2 separate regions of the Sorghum bicolor genome follow, and region 1 is linked to region 2. A link is a contact called in public HiCAR-type data. All regions are on one chromosome and are shown on one strand. Each heading gives the region's core, a stretch centred on a gene start, on an enhancer-like site or on the middle of the called end of the contact. The rest is flanking DNA. Distances are from core to core; before and after follow the strand shown.

Region 1 (4,986 bases), core at 1,129-3,628, 240 kb before region 2:
TTATGCACATATGCTGGACTGTGTTTTCCTACTTTTCTTCCAAAAATAAGTTCCCATCACTATTCACGCACTTTTCTAACATAGTGGATTGGTGTTATTTTTCTGATGCTGCAATATACACCATTGCCAGTATTCTGTGCTTCTTAAGCTAATTTAGATGAAATGTATTGTTCAGTGGTTTGTCCTCATCATCCTGTGTTTTAGTATGCAATCTGGCAAATGATGAATTTGCCCCAATTGTGAAAAACACACACGCACACGCGCACACACATGCATACACACACATGGCATTGTGTAGACCATCAGTGTTCTGCATTGATGTTGTGGTTGCAATATGGCATATCATCAACTCCATGTGAATATATGATGTTTAACCTGGTCTCATTTTTTGGCTAGTTAGTGTGCATACCTTATGTACTTATGTTATTCTTTGATTTATCATTTATCTAATATCCTCGGCTCCTCGCTTGATCGTATAGGACACTGAAGTGGTGAACACAGAAGGTTGTCATATTTGTTAAGTTAAAGTTAGATCGGTGGAACAATGCCACCCCATAAGATTGAAACTGGGCATCAAGATGTGGTGCATGATATCGCCATGGATTACTATGGGAAGCGCCTAGCTACAGCCTCCTCTGATAACACAATAAAGATCATTGGCGTAAGTGGAAACTCACACCAGCAGCTTGCAACTTTGAGTGGACACCAGGGCCCAGTATGGCAAGTCGCATGGGCTCATCCCAAGTTTGGTTCCATGCTCGCATCCTGCAGCTACGACGGCCGGGTGATCATCTGGAAGGAAGGAAGCAAGCCTGATGAATGGGCACTGGTACACACCTTTGCTGAGCACAAGTCCTCCGTGAATTCCATCGCATGGGCGCCTCATGAGCTGGGTCTATGCTTGGCTTGTGGTTCATCAGATGGGAACATTTCAGTCTTCACTGCTCGTTCTGATGGAGGCTGGGACACCACACGTATTGATCAGGCGCATCCAGTCGGTGTGACCTCAGTTTCTTGGGCCCCAGCAATGGCACCGGGAGCTCTAATCAGTGCAGGATCTTCTGGTCAGTTTGAGTATGTTCAGAAACTCGCTTCTGGTGGCTGCGACAACACGGTGAAGGTGTGGAAGCTCAACAATGGGAGTTGGCGGATGGACTGTTTCCCTGCCTTACAGATGCACAAGGACTGGGTGAGAGATGTTGCGTGGGCGCCAAACCTGGGCCTTCCAAAGTCCACCATTGCCAGCGCCTCTCAGGATGGAACAGTTGTTATCTGGACAGCAGCAAAAGAAGGCGAGCAGTGGGAAGGCCAGGTGCTGTATGATTTCAGGACCCCTGTGTGGAGGCTGTCATGGTCACTGACTGGGAACATATTGGCGGTGTCTGATGGCAACAACAATGTGACCCTGTGGAAGGAAGCTGTCGATGGCGAATGGCAGCAAGTGACGACTGTTGAGCCATAATAGGTCCATAGAGGTCTCTAGAGTTGTTCCTCACCAATATTCCCTAAATAATTATATTTTTCGTGTAAGGTAAAGCTATGTCCCTCCCTGTGGAGCTGTTTGTGGTTCATACCTGTTGGGAAGGCATGACTGCGTTAGACATGGTTTCAGGCTCTGGCCGAAGTGAAAAATTGACTATGTGGATCATTCTGTTTCTCGATTCAGTGCCTTTTCTTTCCCATGTTTAATTCGTTAATTCACTCAGGTTGTTCATATATCACCTTCTGGATAACGGTTAATTGGATATACTTGATGCTTTCTGCATTGCTGATGTAAGCTTTGCACTTGTACGTGTACCCCAAGTTGAAACTGTGGCCAGACAGAAGATGAAGCCAGACATAATTTGGTCCACTGGTATCAACGAGGGGCTAAGGCCAAAGAAAGCCTCCTGCCGAGGCGTCTCTGTGCAGCCCAAAATCACTCGCTTTTCCTTCTATATCCTGTTGAAGTACTCGTCGTTTTCGTCACCCTTCTCTTTCAGAAAAAGCATAGCTTGTGTGGCCACCTAGTAGTCACAAAGTTCTGTTAATACTCCTACAGTGTTTTATTTGGTCCATCCAACATCGAGGGTTGATACATCTAGAACTAGAATCAGGCACCCAGAAACTTTTTCTTAAAATCGAATTGTTTCTACCACAAAAAGGAAAATATGTTCATGTTTTAGGACTGTATATGTTACAATCAACAGGGAGTCCTTTTCCTGCTCGTAGAAAGGGAGAAAAACAGAGTTTGTGTCCCTCTCAACGGGGATTCCAAGTTCTAGTACGACGGGTCCTAATTCAACGGCGCAGATCGGCCTCAAGATCACTGGATTAATCATAGCCCTACAAAATAACCGATCGCATTAATTATTTTGGCAAGATTTCAGGAGTGCGTTCTGTTCGTTCGCCTCTGAAACTACACCAACTGCGGCCGCACAAACGTCAGGCCTGGGAGAGGAGTTCGTGCTCCAAAAGATTCGCGCTTGGCCACTTTTTTGTACTCCACATCCACTCAGCTCCCTAGCGACCCCCCGCTTCGTGTGTTGTTTTCTTCTTCTTTTTCTCCCCGAAAAGGCTAGACGGCGGCTTCGAGAGCTCACTCGTCGCCGGCGGCCGGCGACGGAAGGTGCGGGTTTCAGTTCTATCTTTTTCTACCCCTACCTCTTCTGTTCCATAAGCGAGCGCTTTTGGTGCTCGTTGGATTGGTTATTCTTCGTCGCTGCGATTCTTGATTCTGGCGTTGGTTTAATCCGACGGCGCGACTAGGTTCATCTCTTCTTGGTTTCCACCAAGTTCGGCTCCTTTTAGTTTTAGGGCAGTATGATGCTCTTTTACTGGGGTTCTGTAAGGACTAAGCTTTGGTTTGATTATTCGTTTGGTTGGGTGCTTGGATGCTAGTAGTTCACTACTTATTTTTGGGGTCGATTGGAGAGGGGATCAGATAAGCTTTGCTCGTTTAAGAAATCTGACTGAGGTTTCACTAACGGTTCGATGACAAAAATCAACCCTTTTGTTCTGCTCAGTCTTAGTCTCATCAAGCTTTGTTTGAGCAGAACTGGCCACTGTAGGTTGTGTTAATGACAGGTACAACACTTTGCTAAGTTCACTAGGGATTAGAGTACAATTCGTCTGAAGGTTCGGACACCAGTGTCATGCTAATTTGGAAATTCTATCCTGCAAACATGACTTGACATGGAAGAACGGCATGCCTTTAGAAACAGGACGTAAATTGCCTAGTGTTATTGCAAACACATTGTATCGTTCTGACCAGGAATCCTGTTAACTGATTGGAGTTATATAGGATCAGATTATGTATAATAAACTAGCATTTCCCACTCAATGCCAGTGAATAGTTTAATGCAAAACAAGTACATCTACTGTTCCTGAGCCTGTCTGAATCAGATATGTGGATTGCTATCAAGCTTATTCCTAGAACCTGGTAGGAATTTATACTTGCTACAATTAGAACCACATGTTATACTCTAATAATGTTTGTTGGTACTTAATGCTGAATTTTCAGTGTGCTCTGAAACAGGATTTTTCCACCATTTTATTGACAAAGAAAGAAAAAAAGAAGGCTAATGGCGAGAAGCATTGATTCAGATTATATTGACTTCTCACATATGGGTGGATTTGACATGGGCATCGATTTTAACGGATTTGAGGAAAATGTGAAAAAGTTCATGGAGGTAGTAGTAGTTCCTTCTCATGACTTTGATGTTTAACATGTTTTTTTCGGTTTACACATATTTGGATATTCGAACGCAACATAAGATGTTCTTGATATGCTTTGTTACTAACTTTCCCCATTTATGGACAGCTCCCGATCAAGTATCTTGATTCGGCTCATGATAAGGCTGTCGAATTCATTGAAGATGTTCATGCAATATTTTATGGTCCCTTTACTGATCATGAGGTGCCAAATAACGATCAATCCAATTGCTATGTTATCACTGAATCTTCGCCAACATCAATTGAAAAGGAGCTAGTTGGACCAAACATTGAACCCTCAACTCCTGCATCCTTCATTACCATGGAGAACAGTTCTACTGGCTGTGATACTGATCAAACCGAATCATTTTCAACAAAAAGTACAGGTTTATCCTTGATGAATCATGTGTACCCAGAAAATAATTCATCTGAAGGAGCTCATATCGAATCAAATGATCAGTGTATTTTGCCTGAGAACATCTCAACAACTAGAATATATGGTACTAGTTTTTCTAATATACACTTTATTTCTCCTCATCTGCATCTTCTTGCCTAACTAATTATTGTTCTGTACTGTTTTCCCTCTTTGTTTCCCTTTCAGACAGCTCTGAGGAAGTCATTTTATGGAATCCAGTGACTTCTGTAAAACCACAGCGATCACATGGTTCGTGTCATCATGAGATCCTTGCAAACTTTTAATATCGACAATACTGTGTTTTTAAAACAGATTTGTAAAATCACACTTGATTCCATAGCCATATGCCCAGACCATTGGCTTATTCCGTCCATTATCGCCTTCCATCAATATTTTGATCTGTCTTTATATTTGTTTTAATTTTAATGAAAATTTTGTAATTGACCTGACAGAACTTACCACCATACCTCAAGATGATCATGCACTTCATGCTTTGGAAACAGAAGAGACAGAGCAAGTTGGATTCAACTGTTGTGGACATTCAGGCAAATACCTTGTAACCTCATTTTATCCTTATATCTATAAGATGGCAAAGGCACATCATTATTTTTTTTCAAGTTACTTACCGTGCCTTCATACCCTGGCAGATTCTTCTGTTTGTAGTGGAGTAATACCAGTAGAAAATTCTTGTGCAAATTATGAAGAGCAAATGGTATTACACAGTACAAACGACCCTGTTGGAGTAACAGTGCATGGTTTGCATCTTGTCACCTTTTAACTGTGACTGATAGTTCTGTTACCTCTCCCCTTGTATTTAGAATAAATTCAATGCAACGTAAATATTCTCAATCATATACCCTTGTATTAAATTGGCATGA
Region 2 (4,741 bases), core at 959-3,458:
AATTATGGCATAAAAATATATGCAGTTAGTTGAACTACTGGAGCAATAGATATTTTTTTGTGTGTTTTTGCTAAAAGAAGCTACCCAAATAGCATGCTCTCCAAAAAGTTCGGCGGAGACATGGAAGAAAAAAGCAGGAAATTCACAAGGGTACATCAACAGATGCATCTTGTTGTGCTGATCCTGTTATTTGGATGCAAGACTGTGAGCCAAGAAGGCATGTGATCATTTCCCTCTGAAAATCTGTGAAGACTTTCGAAGTGAAATTGGACTTGAAAATTCAAGGATTGATATGGAGCAGAGTCCGACTCATTTTACATTGAAACTACATCCTAGAAATTCCAGAAACGAACTCCCTTTATTTAGATAAATTTGTTTCTAGCTTACAGGTTATCTTCTCAGACTCATTGGCTATAAACATGGGTTGTCCTCTAGAAGCTGGCCTTTCCTAGATTTGGTTTCCACGGCATTTGGGGCAAACAACTTGCATTTTGGAACAGATGGACTGCATTTTTTATCTTGCATTTTCTGTTACAGTTATGGACAGCATCGATTTCATGCGTTGCATCATCATTAGTATGATCTATGCTGCAGTGTACTTGAGTCACTACACAAGTTGCATTAGCTCATAAGCTCTAAGTTCTGACATCAGATTAAGGACTTAATGATCGAACAATTTGCAACTGTTCTTGTCTACTGAAGGTGTCACTACGTCAGGGATAGGTGGGAAATTTTGAACTTGGTGTCGATAAGTCGGCACTTTTTTCAAAATGCAGGTTGCTTTAATTTTGTTCTAAGTTAAATTTATCTAACTTTAATCAAATTATAGAAAAAATCATCAACACGTACAATATCAATTTATTTGATGCAACATGAAGTATGTCTTGATAGTGTTGTGTGTGTGTGTTAAGTGTAAAGTCAATTTTTTTTCAACCTTCAACTTGCACGACTGTCTGATTTTTAATTATAAACTATAAAACTAGATACTGGACACTTGACACCATTCAATTATTGAAACCAAATAAATTTGGCCTCTAACAACTAACTAGTTTTAATGGTGGTTTCCTTTTTTTGAAAATAATAAATATTTGATTTAATCTCTAAAATTAACTAATCTATTCTAAATCAAATAAATATAAAACTCGTACCAATTATTTTATAAAAGTATAATTTTTCTATTTTGGTGATCTACTTAGAGCTGTTTGAAATTTATTTGTTTGTTTTATTACTTGTAGTCGTGCTTATTTTTTATTTAAATTATCGTTTTGTGCGGTATAATACTTGAAGATTGATCAAGATGATCTAGCATACTATGAGTATATAGAAATACATGGAAGATGACTACAACCCTACAAATTCCGTGCTTTGTATAGATCCTATTCAAGCATTGCATGGCTAGCGCTATTACTTTATGTTGATTGTGGTGTCTCAAACACCATGCAATCAACTAGTTACGAAATCAACACTATAGGGCCGACTACAAGCAGCAAAACACTAGAAGACATGAATGTATAAGATGCAAATAACTCCAAATGGAGCACCAACATGTAGATATCATTTTTCTGATTTAAGACAAATTAGTCATTTTAGATAGAAAATTAGTTTTTTCAATTATTTCTAGCTTTTTTTTAGCAAGAACAACGGGTGAGTCTCCATCTGGTTATATTACCATAGATTCTAGACATATCTGGTGGGTGAAAAGCGTTGGGTAACCTGATCTCGTAATTCAGGATTAAAAAAATCAAACAACAATGCAAGTTGTAGGTTAGAAATTGATTTGTCCATACTAAGAGTTGTGTAAAGATATTTTTCCAGAAAAGGAAAATAGCAGGACTATCTTATTGTTCGTTGGATTCTAAGCGCATGTTTGAATAAAAATTTTACAGTATGAGATTCTCACAGAAATCAGTTCAATTTCAAAGAAGATAAGTATAGGAACACGAAGTTTTTCCTATATTCTAAACATGCCCTTATTTGGCGAACGTGGGCTAATCAGTGGAGTCGGTCAGATTACGATGACCAAGTGATCAAAGAACCTGCAATCACAGACACATACACACACCAAAACTGTATGGACAATCAAGAAATTCCCGTGGCGCTATCAGGAAGGTGAAAGAATCCCAAACAATGGTGCAAGGAGGCCAAGCAAGCAAACCAAAAGCGAACCCAGCAAGCAACATAGAAAAAATGTGCAACGACTAGTCCTTATCCTCTACGTCAATCGCAGAAAAACAATCTCAAAAAAAATCAGACAAGAACACACAAAGACACATACATATATTCTCCCTCGCTCTCAAACCCTTTTCCACTCACAAAGAGCAGAGCTATTGCTAGAGCTAGCTGGTCGTCTTCCTCCTCCTTCCTCCAGCATTCTGACGAGAGCTCAGCTTTGCCTCTGTCTTGCTGCCATCGCAGAAGGCAGAAACAGGAGTTCCTGAGATCGAGCCACAAACCAAAGACACCAATCACCAAGAACTAGCTTAGCTACACCGTGAGGTGATCGAGGGAAAGATCACACATATCGCCTGCATCTGCGTTCATACATATATCAGAAGAGAAGATGATCCCTTTCATAAAGATGAAACCTTCCCTCCACTAGAAGCCCCGGGAGGAGGACGCAACAAGCAAGCTCACCGAAGCCACAAATGGATCAGCGACGCCAACAAGCAAGGCTGGGCAGCAAGGCGAGCTCAGAGCGGAGGATGCTGCGACGCGTGAAGCTCCCCTTCTGGTCCTGCCCTCCAAACCGGCCTCCAGGCACCTGAGCGCGCTCGATCAGCTGGTCTCGTGCTCCCCTCCCCGGGCGGCTCCTTTCCCCATCTCCCTCCTCTGTCTTTCTTGGCTCTTCTTTCACTCAGCTGTCAGCTCTCGGATCTCCAACCCTGCCTGCCTGCTGCTGTCAGTCTCCTTCCCTAGCTAGTACTACTACAAGACATGGCTCTGCTTTTCGTGTGATCTCGTCGCGAGCCTGTCTGCCGGTGCCTCCGCTTCCCTTGGGAGAAAGCAAGGGCTCCTGTCCGGCCCGTGTTCTTGGGAACCAAGGCCTTGGTGCTGCTGTTCCTTGTCCAAGCTTGGGAAACAAAGGCACGCTTGGACTTTGCTGCCCGTCTCGTGTGTCAAACATTCTGGAGGCGCGTTCTTGGCCCTTGTGGCCGCAACTTCTTGGATCCAAGAGCTGTCCTCCTGTCCCTGCCGATCGCCTGCCCTCAGCCCCTGATCCATCAGAAAAAAAAAGGCAACATCTCTCTTGCGTGCTTCACAGTTGACATCTGCCGAGTTCGTTGTTATATACTCCTACCAGTATTAGTTGTCAGAAACTGCACTGTTATGTTCTTGTGCCTCGCGGATCGTCGTCGTCACCGTGGTCAGCCCTGGAAGCTTTTCACGACGACATGGACATGGGCTCCGTCCCCTTCGCCGACGCCGGGCTCCTCGACGCGTTCTACGGCGGCGGACATGGACACAACGACTACGGGCTTGTTAGCCAGCAGCTGACGTCGCCTGTCGTCTTGGACGGCGGCGCCGGCGGGCTGCTGGACGCCGGTGCGGCTTCCACGGAGGAGGAGGCGCCGAAGAGGAAGGGAGACCACCGCCGGGACGACAAGGCGGCGATGGCCCTCAAGAACCATAGCGAGGCGGAGCGGCGCCGCAGGGAGAGGATCAACGCGCACCTCGCCACGCTCCGGACCATGGTGCCCTGCTCCGACAAGGTCAGTGCCTCTGTCTCCTTCTCGTGTAGCTTAGTAGTAACTTGTACCAGTGCATGGGCGTTCTAGGTGCCTACTCGGTGGCGGGGGTCGTTGCACCGGCGCGCCGGGCTGCTCGTCCGCCGTCCGTTGCCAGCCAGCGGCGCGCCGTCCCGCGCCGGCGAAGGTGACGACGCGACTTGGCAGCGCAGCAAAATTGGTCACCGACTCACCGCGATGGAGACTGGGCCGAAGCCCAGTCGAAGAAAGGCCCAACATTATCTAGCTCTAGGCCCAATTCTATCTTTATTGTCGGATAGCCCAGACCGAGCCCAACACGAAACTGAGGCCCAACTCGGTACCATGCATGCAGATGGACAAGGCCGCGCTGCTGGCGGAGGTGATAACCCACGTGCAGAAGCTCAAGGCGACCGCGGCGCGGATCCGCGACCACTGCGCCGTCCCGGCCGACGCGGACGACGTCGCCGTCGAGCTGGTCCAGGGCGCGCCTCCATCTACGACCGGCGGCGGCGTCCTCGTGAGGGCGACGCTGAGCTGCGACGACGGCGCCGACGTGTTCGCGGACGTCAAGCAGGCGCTGCGGCCGCTGCGGCTCAGCGTCGTCGGCTCCGAGGTCACCACGCTAGGCGGCCGCGTCCGCTTCACCTTCCTCATCATGTCGTCGTCGTCGTCGTGCGGCAACGGCAGCGGCGGCGACGTGGGCGCCGTCGTCGTCGAGTCGGTGCACCAGGCGCTCCAGTCCGTCCTCGACAGGGCCAACTCCGCGCTCGAGTTCGCGCCGAGGGCGTCGCTTCTCAACAAGCGGCGGAGGGTCTCCACGTTCGAGTCCTCGAGCTCCTCTTCTTGAACCTTGACCGATCGGATGATTCATTCAGAGAAGACGAAGACGTACGTGCAAGCAAGGTTATCCTCCATGAACCGAACCATATTCGTCGTGTGCTAACCTTACCACTGGCTAGTAAAGAAGTTGCAGCACTGAATTATTTACTGCTGCTACCACGTACGGTAACTGCATGATAAAGAGTGATATATTC

Evidence for each region. HiCAR-type assays count read pairs that join an accessible place to other places.
Region 1: a HiCAR-type map of leaf shows a contact between it and region 2, with 3 times the contacts expected there. The contact joins the promoter of LOC8079507 here to the promoter of LOC8079506 in region 2. A contact is called at or near these places in 1 of 4 Hi-C or Micro-C datasets (leaf mesophyll) and 1 of 1 datasets of contacts at active chromatin or transcription factors (leaf).

Annotation. Positions count from the first base shown.
Region 1 is chr3:1,808,774-1,813,759 of Sorghum_bicolor_NCBIv3, reverse strand. It overlaps LOC8079507, which reads left to right and starts at 2,378. Exons shown (of 7, transcript XM_021455175.1): 1 at 2,378-2,608; 2 at 3,518-3,671; 3 at 3,803-4,193; 4 at 4,295-4,357; 5 at 4,561-4,653. The coding sequence starts at 3,564. It overlaps LOC8081406 (protein transport protein SEC13 homolog B), which reads left to right. Exons shown (of 2, transcript XM_002454894.2): 2 at 480-1,682. The coding sequence starts at 545. The coding sequence ends at 1,462.
Region 2 is chr3:1,566,580-1,571,320 of Sorghum_bicolor_NCBIv3, reverse strand. It overlaps LOC8079506 (transcription factor bHLH30), which reads left to right and starts at 2,208. Exons shown (of 2, transcript XM_002457083.2): 1 at 2,208-3,710; 2 at 4,060-4,741. The coding sequence starts at 3,393. The coding sequence ends at 4,554.